Linked DNA regions of Drosophila melanogaster: region 1 is linked to region 2. A link is a contact called in public Hi-C data. All regions are on one chromosome and are shown on one strand. The core of a region is the stretch at or near the end of the contact, and the rest is flanking DNA. Distances in the headings are between cores, read along the strand shown.

Region 1 (4,667 bases), core at 1,581-4,080, 170 kb before region 2:
TTCGCAAATACACAAAGTGCGACTGGAATTAGTCATAGATGCGCTGCTGAACACAAAACAAAAATAATAAAAAAAATGGAAAACAGAAAGGTTGAAAAAAACAAAAACATCTTCTGCTTCTTCTTTGTTGTTTTTCTGCTATGTATGTATGCATTTCACCACGTTATCAGCGAAAACTCCTTTCACAAAAACCAAAACAAAACCAAACGAAACGAAACGACAAACTGCTGAAGGTGCCCCAATCGCAGCGAAAAGTGCAGTTCTTGTTTTCGATTTTGATTCGGACTGCATATGCATATGTATATATGTACAAATATGTACATATGTGCGCTATATATGCACCCCCGAAATATTATTGCCAGTGTTATTTTAGTGTTTTTTTTTTTTGGCAAGTGCAGCAGTGCCAAATCACAAATCACATAACAGCTGAGCGAGGGGCAAGGCCAGCTGGTCGCTCGGACCACCAGCATATCCATATATATCCGAATTCTATAGAATATACTTAGTACATACATACGTACTAGCACATCTCATACTTGTGCCTTGAGTTCGGCCAATGACGATAACGAATTTCGATAGAACACTAGTGTATAGAGGGGTGGCATTCGCGACAAGCAGTTTTTGCCCATTTCGTATTCACTATGTTGGCACCCGCTTCCTGTTCCAAAAAAAAAAAATTGGACAAACCAGTTTGCCAATAATTTGGCTAAGGCTAACTAATGAGCCCCTGGCTAGAACGGATCGTCTAGTCTAGGCCAGCTAGCAATTATTCCAGAGCCAAGGAAATGCAGTAGATTCGTTACAAAGCTCACTTCAATGACCAACTTGGTCGTCTTGGTGATCAATTTGGCTAAAATGCTGTAAAATGTGTATGTGTTTTTGCATAATGAACAAAAAAAAACAGATGATACAGGTGAACTTGAATGTAAACAGGTGCTAGAAATCTTAATTATATTACAAAACATATACCCCTTGAAAAATGCATTGAATTTGGCTTAAAAATAATATGTGAACAAAAACACACGTGTGTGTAATTACACATTCCAACTTACGAAATTCCAAAATGCATTACGAAATTACTGACTGAAATTACGAAATTACTCATTTTCCTGTCTAAATATAATATGAGTCAGGCCAATAACAATCAGGTATAGTTGTTCGTAAACAAATTAGTTTTCAATTAATATTAAGGTATTTTGTACACTAGATAGCAAGCATCAGAATTCATAAGACTATAGTTTATGTTTTCGGCATTATCATATTCCAAGGTAGCACGTATTCGAGCACACTTGCTTCCAGCAATGCAAATGCCATTTGTAGCCAAATATGTGAGCCTTATTGGGCACGTAATCAGGTGCGAAATGTGCGCACATTAACATGCACAAGTAGCCCGCAACAACAACTCACCTCCTGTATTTCTTCTTCTATTTAAACCCAAAGGTCATCGTCGAGAAGGCTCCCAAGGCGCGCATCGGTGATTTGGACAAGAAGAAGTACCTGGTGCCTTCCGACCTGACCGTCGGTCAGTTCTACTTCCTCATTCGCAAGCGCATCCACCTGCGTCCCGAGGATGCCCTCTTCTTCTTTGTGAACAACGTCATTCCACCAACATCGGCTACCATGGGCTCCCTGTACCAGGTAATTACCACAATGCCCATTATTATTAGCCTTGCAATCGAATCACATACGTTCGATGTATTTTTATAGGAACATCACGAGGAGGACTATTTCCTGTACATTGCCTACTCCGATGAGAATGTTTACGGCATGGCCAAAATTAACTAACTTTGCTCCGGTCGGGATGCATCGGAATGAAGCCCCCCCCCTATACAGAAATCTATATATAAATAAAATATATTTTGTGTTTAGCATGCAAGCTTACAATATGGACGGCGAGTTAGCTAAACGAATTGAGGAAAACCGCAGGAAATGCCACATGAAAAGAACTTGAAATTGATCTGATACGCAGGGCAACAAAAAAAATCCACAAAAACCGAAAACTACAAAAACAATTGTTATGTGAACATTATTTTATATATATACATTTTCCAAACGCGTTAGTATTTCAATTAAACTCTGCTTTGTGTCCTACCCATTAACGAAACAACCAACCAACCAACTTTCCCCACAAAAAACAGATCTATTCACACCCTTTCTGGGCCATTTAATTTCCATTGCTGTAATTGATCCGTGCGAATGCTTTGTACTTTACTTTGTTACTTTGCTAATATTTCAATGAATTCACTATTTTTTTTTTTATTCACGATGCAACAAAATTCTGTGCATATTTAGTGTGTATGGTTACGAATAGGACTCTCTCGGTTAAGTGTACGGTAATTAATCTATTATTAAATAAACAAAAACCACAAAAATACACATGCAAAGGGTGTTTGTTTATTTGGATTGTTCTTCGTTTTCAGTTTGCAATCACGTATATCACGCTTAGATGATTCAGCGATAAGTGACAGGAAGAAGTTATTTTATACTGCTTTTTCTTTTGTTCACCGAACAATGAGTCCTTATCTTTTAAAAATGAAATGAGCTTTAGCAATGAGTGGGTGTTTTTTTTTATTCTTTGCTATTAGTAACAAAAGCATTTATTTATTTTAAATTGAAGGCGTAAAAGGTAGTACTTATGATACCATTCGCAACGCAAAAGTTTAAGTGTGCAAATTAAATTGAAAAGAAATCACTTTGTTTATTGTTTGCTTATCTTATCGCAGCAAAGGCACTTTGCTAGCCATTCAAAATTGCCGCCCACAAACGTTTTTATGGGCAGCACTGTCATCAAAACACAGCTGGTCACACCATCAAGTGCTGCAAAGCAATATCTCAAGTCAGCCATAAGGAGAGCATGTGCTAAAAAGGGACAGCTCCACACAATAAGTACGATTAAATTGCGATATATTTTTGGTAGTTAGTATTTTTGACGCATTTGGCGGACGACTGAGCACGTTTGAATTTCGTGGATTTTTTAGCCAATTTCACCATCTGGCAACACTGTTCGTTGGCCTCGCAGTTTTTCACCGAAAAGGTTTTGTAAAAACACCGTGCCAAACTGTCAGAGAAGCAGGTAAACTAAAGTCCACCTTGTCGGATCGGCCACTGAAAAGCCGGATTAAACAAACAACGGACACGTTACCGAACAGCTCGGAAAGGTGCAGAAAGGAAACATCAGATGAAAATCTATTAGCTGTTGCGAATTGTTTGTTTTTGCTGTGCTATTCGTGTTTTTGTTGTTGTGCATATGATTGTGTCTCTGTTGTTGTTGGTGGTGGTGTTGCTGTTGTAACTCGTGACGACGGAAATTAGTAACAAAGTGAAAATTGAGAGTTCAAAAAAGAAGAGAACCCCGAAATAACTGTTGTGTGGGTGCGATTGATTTTTATGCTTTGTCGTCTGGTTTGTTGTTCTTGCTGTCAGAGGGTGGTTGCAACGGAAAAGCAACCCACCACCCCCTGGGTTTTTGAACTCCAGCTTATGAAAAACAGCTGCAGCGATTGCCACACAAAAATTCAAATGTTTAAGTGAGAAAAGCGAAAGAGAAGTGAACTTAGCGCTTATTGAATTATGGCTAAACACGCTGACTAGACCAAATCGAAAGAACAAATGAGTGCTATAATAACAAAAGTGCCAGAAAGTGAAACAATAACAACAACAGCAACGACAGCAGTCGTGTTATTGTCCACTCAGCTTGTTTTTGTTGTTCGCTTTGTGGCCCTGTTTTTCGCTTCTGTTTTGCGCTTCTGATTCTGAAGTCGCCTGCTTCTTGTGCCGCCTCCCCTTCCTCCCACCATACATCCCTCCCTCCCTCTCTTTCTGACCGCCGTCTCTCTTTTTTACGCGCATGTGGATTCATTTTATTGGTGCTCAAGTATCGCATGATAATCTCACGCTACGTCCCTCGTAATTGTTGTTGTAATCGCTGTCGTTCTGTCAGCAGAATGTCTTTATTGTTATTGTTGTTGTTGTGCTTTTCCGCCTAACACACACTAACACGCGCACACACAGGCACACTTGCCGAAAAATTGAAGCCATTCTCGCCGCAAATCAAATTCAATTGAGGGAAACTATCAACTAACCCGCATAAAAGTGAGAAAAAAAACATACAGAGAAACAGCCGACACTTTTATACACTTCCAGTTAAAAAAAAAAATAAAACAGTCAGTAATATAAGTTATTAATATAATTACCCAACAATAAGTTTCATTACAAAAATACAGTTTTTATGTTATATTATTTGAGATTATCATGACGAGTTCCTACATTTCTTGAATAATTCGGTGTATATGTTTAATAGCAATATCTGCTAGTTCTTATCACTACTATAGTTTTCATATTTTTCTAAGCTGTGACACATACGTACATAAGTCGTATGTAGCATAATTTTTATATTATTTTTAAAGACCATTATTTCTTAGTTTGCCCTGTGAAATAATCTGACACCTTAACTGGGGATTACAAATTAGCCTACTATCAGTTGGGAACTTATCCCCTTATCAGTGCTAGTGAAAACCGGCTACCTAAGCGATCTCCAAATTATCATTACCCGTTGTGGCACGCCCGACGAAGCAACCTTAGAGTGGAACGTATATAGAGAGAGAGAGAGCTTCTACACCTTACACCATCACTCATTTGAAGCTTATCAGTTTATCAGTGGCCTACGA
Region 2 (4,704 bases), core at 722-3,221:
TTTTCATTTTAATATAGCTTACATAGGATAAAGCAAAACTTACCACCAGTGGCTGATGTCCCAATTGCCGCAGCTGCCTTAGCTTCATATCCATTTGGCCGGTGAAACGATCCTTATCGCGGATTACGTTGTTCCAGCCGGCAATAACGATAACCACTGTGACCAGCTGGTCATCCGCAGCCTTTCTCTCACCCAGTAAGTGCTTCCGGGTGAGAATCTCACCGCTGTAATCCTGACAGGCCTCACCATTTATGGACAACGCCTTCCGTTGCCGGCGGTCGTAGCACAACACTACATCGCATCGATCGTATTGCGGCAGGATGTGCTTGAAGGTCACGGGACGGTGGATCATGGTGATCGCATCCCGTATTTCCACTAGAATACGATCGGTATTATTCAGCTTGAAGCGTCCGTCCCGATCGGGGATGTACTGCGTGTAATTGCGGCCCATCTGCTGTCGTTGCTTCTCGGTAACCAGTGCTCCCTGGTATTCCGGCCCCAGGAGGCGTGCGAACCCATCCAAATGGAAGTACTCACGCCCGGGCAATCCGCTTGGGTACGCATGCTTCAGGAAACGCGGCTCCAGTGCCACGCCCAAAAGCTCAAGATCGTAAACACCACGCATTGTGAGAAACTGAAGGCAGTTGGAGAAACAACGAGGATGGCGCAGTATCTCCTCTATACGCTGGCGCAGCAAATCGGGCAATCTCTCCGCCAACCGGCGTTCCACTCCCGACTTAGTTGTAATATTGAAAAGGGCCATTACCAGACAAATTCGCTCCATATCCTTGAGGCGGGCAGTCTCTAACTCACGCTCGAATCTCAGCAGTATGCGCTCCACCAGTGCATCATTGCACGTTTGCAGTTCACAGCCCAGAAGAGCCATGTGCAGGCACGTGAGGAGGGAAACGCGATCCACTTGCGACTCTAGAGCGCTTAACATCTTCTTTAGCGGCTCCACTTGTGGCAGCTTGCTGCTGTACCGCAGCACCTTGAGCAGCGCTACCAGGACAATGTCTTCCACGGTGTCCAGCTCGCTGCCTAATCGCTGATAGAGTTGCGTTAGCAGCTCCGGATTTCTGATAGGCGTCTGTGTCTTAAAGAAGCCCATGGCCATTACGCCCAATTCGGACAGCGTCATTTGATCCACGCAGCGGGCCAGATTCAACTCGAAATCGAACATCTCGAAGACGGGTCGGCGCAGTAGATTGCACAGGAACATGGAGTGAACGAGCTGTTCTGGCGGCAGCTTTCGCAGCTTGCGGCCGAGCTTTTTCAGCGCCAGCCACACGTACTCGCCTATCCTGACCAGACCAAGACGATACCAGGCATCGCTCACGAGTAGCAATTGTTCACTGGACCATCGCTCGATGCGGCGACAGCACTCGATGTCCAGGGTATTCCATATCTCCATGTAGTTCTTGGCTTTGGGCGATTCCGGTACGGGCAGCTCGGCCAAGGCACTAAGCGATCCAAGAAGTTGTTCATCCGTAAGGCGATGCAGCTGCTCACAGAAGCAGCGGGTAAAGGCTTCGTAGCGGCTATCGCTGATCTTCAGTTCCATGCGATTACAGTGCCTCACCAGGCCTAAAAAGTCCGCATAGAGATCGGCAGCACTGGCATCTGGCTGTGGCCGCATAAAGCCTTCAGATGCGGGCAAATCCTGCCAGGCGGAGTCCCGAGGACGCAGTATTGCATACGGTTTGAGAGAATCCATCAGGATTCCATGGGCGAACTGATTCTCTCGGTCCGCAAATATTCGCGCTGGTGAAACGATCGTCGTGCATACTTGGCGGCGCAGACGTCCCACACTTCGCCAGAGGTAGTTTGTTCTTGCCCACATGTTTTAGAGCGATATTTGGTTGTAAATTAATTCAATTCAATTGAATTTGAATGGAAAACGCGTTATGAAAACATTCGTTGAAAAACCTGCCGGCTAAACAGCTGACTGGTAAGCAGCGTTGCCAGAACGAAGAAATTGGAGTGCTCGCAAGTGGGAGAACTTAACGAAATATTCTGCTCTCAGCGCTTGGCTGCTATCGATAACTCCACTGATATCCAAATGGGTAGCTACTAGAATGTAGCTTTACAAATTGTAACGTGTTTTTTCAACTTATTTTTGTTTAACTTAACACAAACAAAAATATTTAGCTATACAATTCTATTTCACACTCAAATATTAATCGAATGTTTCGATAACGGTATCCGTGGTCGATAACGCTCTTTAACCATTTTGCGTTTGCAACCGCCGACTATCTGGCGTCGCAAGAAACCTTATTTACGTAGATATATTTACGTAGATACGCTTGCACTTAATAATCCTGTAGTTGCAAGTTGTTCCCAAACTATTTCCGAGTGATTTTATGCTACAAAAGAGTGAAGAGTGAAGCAGTGGTTCCATCGGATTGCCCACCGGTTTCTCCGTTCCGAGAATTCTCGACGGCTTGTGTGGGGGAAAGGCGCGCGTAGGTCAAGATTGGAGCTATCAGGTGTCTAGGACATGGAGGAGGAGCCTGTTGCCATTGAAAATGATTGCCAGATAATTGTTTGTAAGTCCGACAGTTGGTCACCTGGTCAGCCGTTCAACTAACTTCCGTTTTTTTTTTTCCTCAAAGCTGACACAATTGGTCAGAAGACGAATGGCGTGGATGACGATAAGGCCCCAAATCCGTTCAGCAGATGCACTTATCCGGGATCTCGGGATGGCGGCATTCTGCAAACCTATAGGGCAGAGAGGCTGCTCATCGCTTTGGTACGCCGCCAGCCGCTATTGTATGACGCCCGGCATCCGAAATTCCGCGACGTCGCTCAAAGGGAGAAACAATGGAAAAAAATCGCCAGCCGCCTGGCAACGAATGCGACCAACTGCAAGAGATCCTGGTCGGCGCTGCGATATAAATATCAGCGCCATGTTCGTCGTCTAAGAAACTTTCATCGCAGTGCCATCCAAAAAGATCGGGCGGCCCTGCGTTGGCGTCCTTGCATGGAATACGAGGAAGAGATGCGCTTCATGTATACCCATGTGGCCAGATTCCCACTGATTGTCGACAAGATTCCGACAGAGATTCTTGAAAAAGAGCATGTGGATGAGAGCGAAACCCGGCCCGATGTGGAGGTCATAGAGAATCCGCCAATGGACATCATAGATTTGGATGTCGAGGAGGACCCCACCTATAACTACCGTTGCAACAGGTTACAGCGTCGCCTCATAGAGGCAGTCAGTGCCTATCCCCTTCTGTACGATAGCACGTGCACGGGCTATCAGAACACACGACATCGCTTTCTAATCTGGAGTGCCATTTCAAACGAAGTCCATGACAAAGCCACCAAGCTGATGAAGTGCTGGCTAAAGCTGCAGACTCGCTACGAATGGGAGTTAATCCATCGCCCACGTCATATCGGCACTTCGGAGCTGTGTCGGTTGATGGACTTCATGGAACCGCACGTACAGCGCATGCGCGGCACCGTATGCAAGTCTTCCAAGTACCTGCAAAACGGTTGGCACGAGCCCATTGAGAATTTCCACACTGTGATGGCGCTGATCACCACGATGCGCAACATGCCAGAACTAGTTCAGCTGACGGAGGACTCCCTGCACAACAAGGTGAAACCGCCGCGCTACGACGAATTCTGGCAGAAGGTCGGCATGGAAGTGATGTGTAGTCACGAGCACTGCGAGGTCACCTGGCTGGTGCTGCGCGCCTTTTACCACGAATTGCAGGCCGTGCGCTCATCCGGCTATCAGCTGCAGGACAAGTGGTTCTTTGAGGGCTCCATGGGTCTGGCCTTAACGCCAGTTACCTCTCGTTCCACGGCCCGTCCCGCACTAAAGCGGACAGCCAACGGCGCCATACCAGTGGCGGGGGAGCCTCCGGCCAAAACACCGGTGCCGGTACGTATGCCATTGGCTATTGTCTATCCGTCCACCTCAAAAGGCAGCAGCACGAGCATGACCAACAGTGCAAGCACTGCCACAAGCATTGGCCCCACCTTCACCAATGTTAGGAGGTCCTCTGGCCCAGTCATTAACAACACATCCACCGCCGCCGCCGCAACGAACAGCGTCAGTTCGAGTGTATCGCCCGATCAAGCTCTTCCCAAGTTTGTGATTCCCAAAATCACGTCCGCCATCAGTGTGGGCTCGGGATATATGATACCCCTAAAGTTTGTGCCCAACGTACGAATTTTGCCCAAGCCGGCGGCGACTATGGGAACGGGCGTGTCCCCCATCGCCACCACCAATCAGATGGCGGGCCCAAACGCAAAGCCGCCTGAAGTGCGTCCACAGATAACGCAGGGTCCTGGCTTACAGGTTAAGCTCCATACGAAGCCTCAAATGGCCAGTAGACCGCAAATGGCACCTGTAGTCCCCCGCACTGTAATTCGAACAACGAATCCAACCAATCCAGCTCAAACTCAAGACAGGGTATCCGGAGGGCCAATGTCGACACTGGGTGAACTGCTTAGGCCACAAAATCCATCGCAAATACGTTCACCAGCTCCGCAACAAACACTGCCAAATTTTGTACCAATAACAACATCGAATATTACAGCTAAAAGCAATCTGCCAACACCCACTGCGGCTCCAATGGTACGAATACACCAGCCGGGACTGAAAAGCGCTTGGGATGGCAAAAGCAATAGCGCTCCGTTCAGTAAGCCAATAAGATCACTATTAACCACATCTTCGCCTGCAGCTGCTCC

What was found. Hi-C and Micro-C count contacts between places; a contact is called where the count stands out from the background.
Region 1: a contact with region 2 is called in a Hi-C map of the Kc167 cell line, with 4 times the contacts expected there. The contact joins the promoter of Tango5 here to the promoter of CG2124 in region 2. A contact is called at or near these places in 1 of 1 datasets of contacts at CTCF or cohesin (the Kc167 cell line), 11 of 107 Hi-C or Micro-C datasets (the D17-c3 cell line, the Kc167 cell line, the S2 cell line and 4 more) and 2 of 6 datasets of contacts at active chromatin or transcription factors (both in the Kc167 cell line).

What each region holds. Positions count from the first base shown.
Region 1 is chrX:10,762,576-10,767,242 of dm6, reverse strand. It overlaps Tango5 (Transport and Golgi organization 5), which reads left to right and starts at 2,830. Exons shown (of 5, transcript NM_001298157.1): 1 at 2,830-3,073. It overlaps Atg8a (Autophagy-related 8a), which reads left to right. Exons shown (of 3, transcript NM_167245.3): 2 at 1,441-1,638; 3 at 1,708-2,365. The coding sequence ends at 1,785.
Region 2 is chrX:10,593,389-10,598,092 of dm6, reverse strand. CG2124 reads right to left here and starts at 1,971. Exons shown (of 2, transcript NM_132410.3): 1 at 44-1,971. The coding sequence starts at 1,843. It overlaps Hmr (Hybrid male rescue), which reads left to right and starts at 2,238. Exons shown (of 5, transcript NM_132409.3): 1 at 2,238-2,549; 2 at 2,616-4,704. The coding sequence starts at 2,501.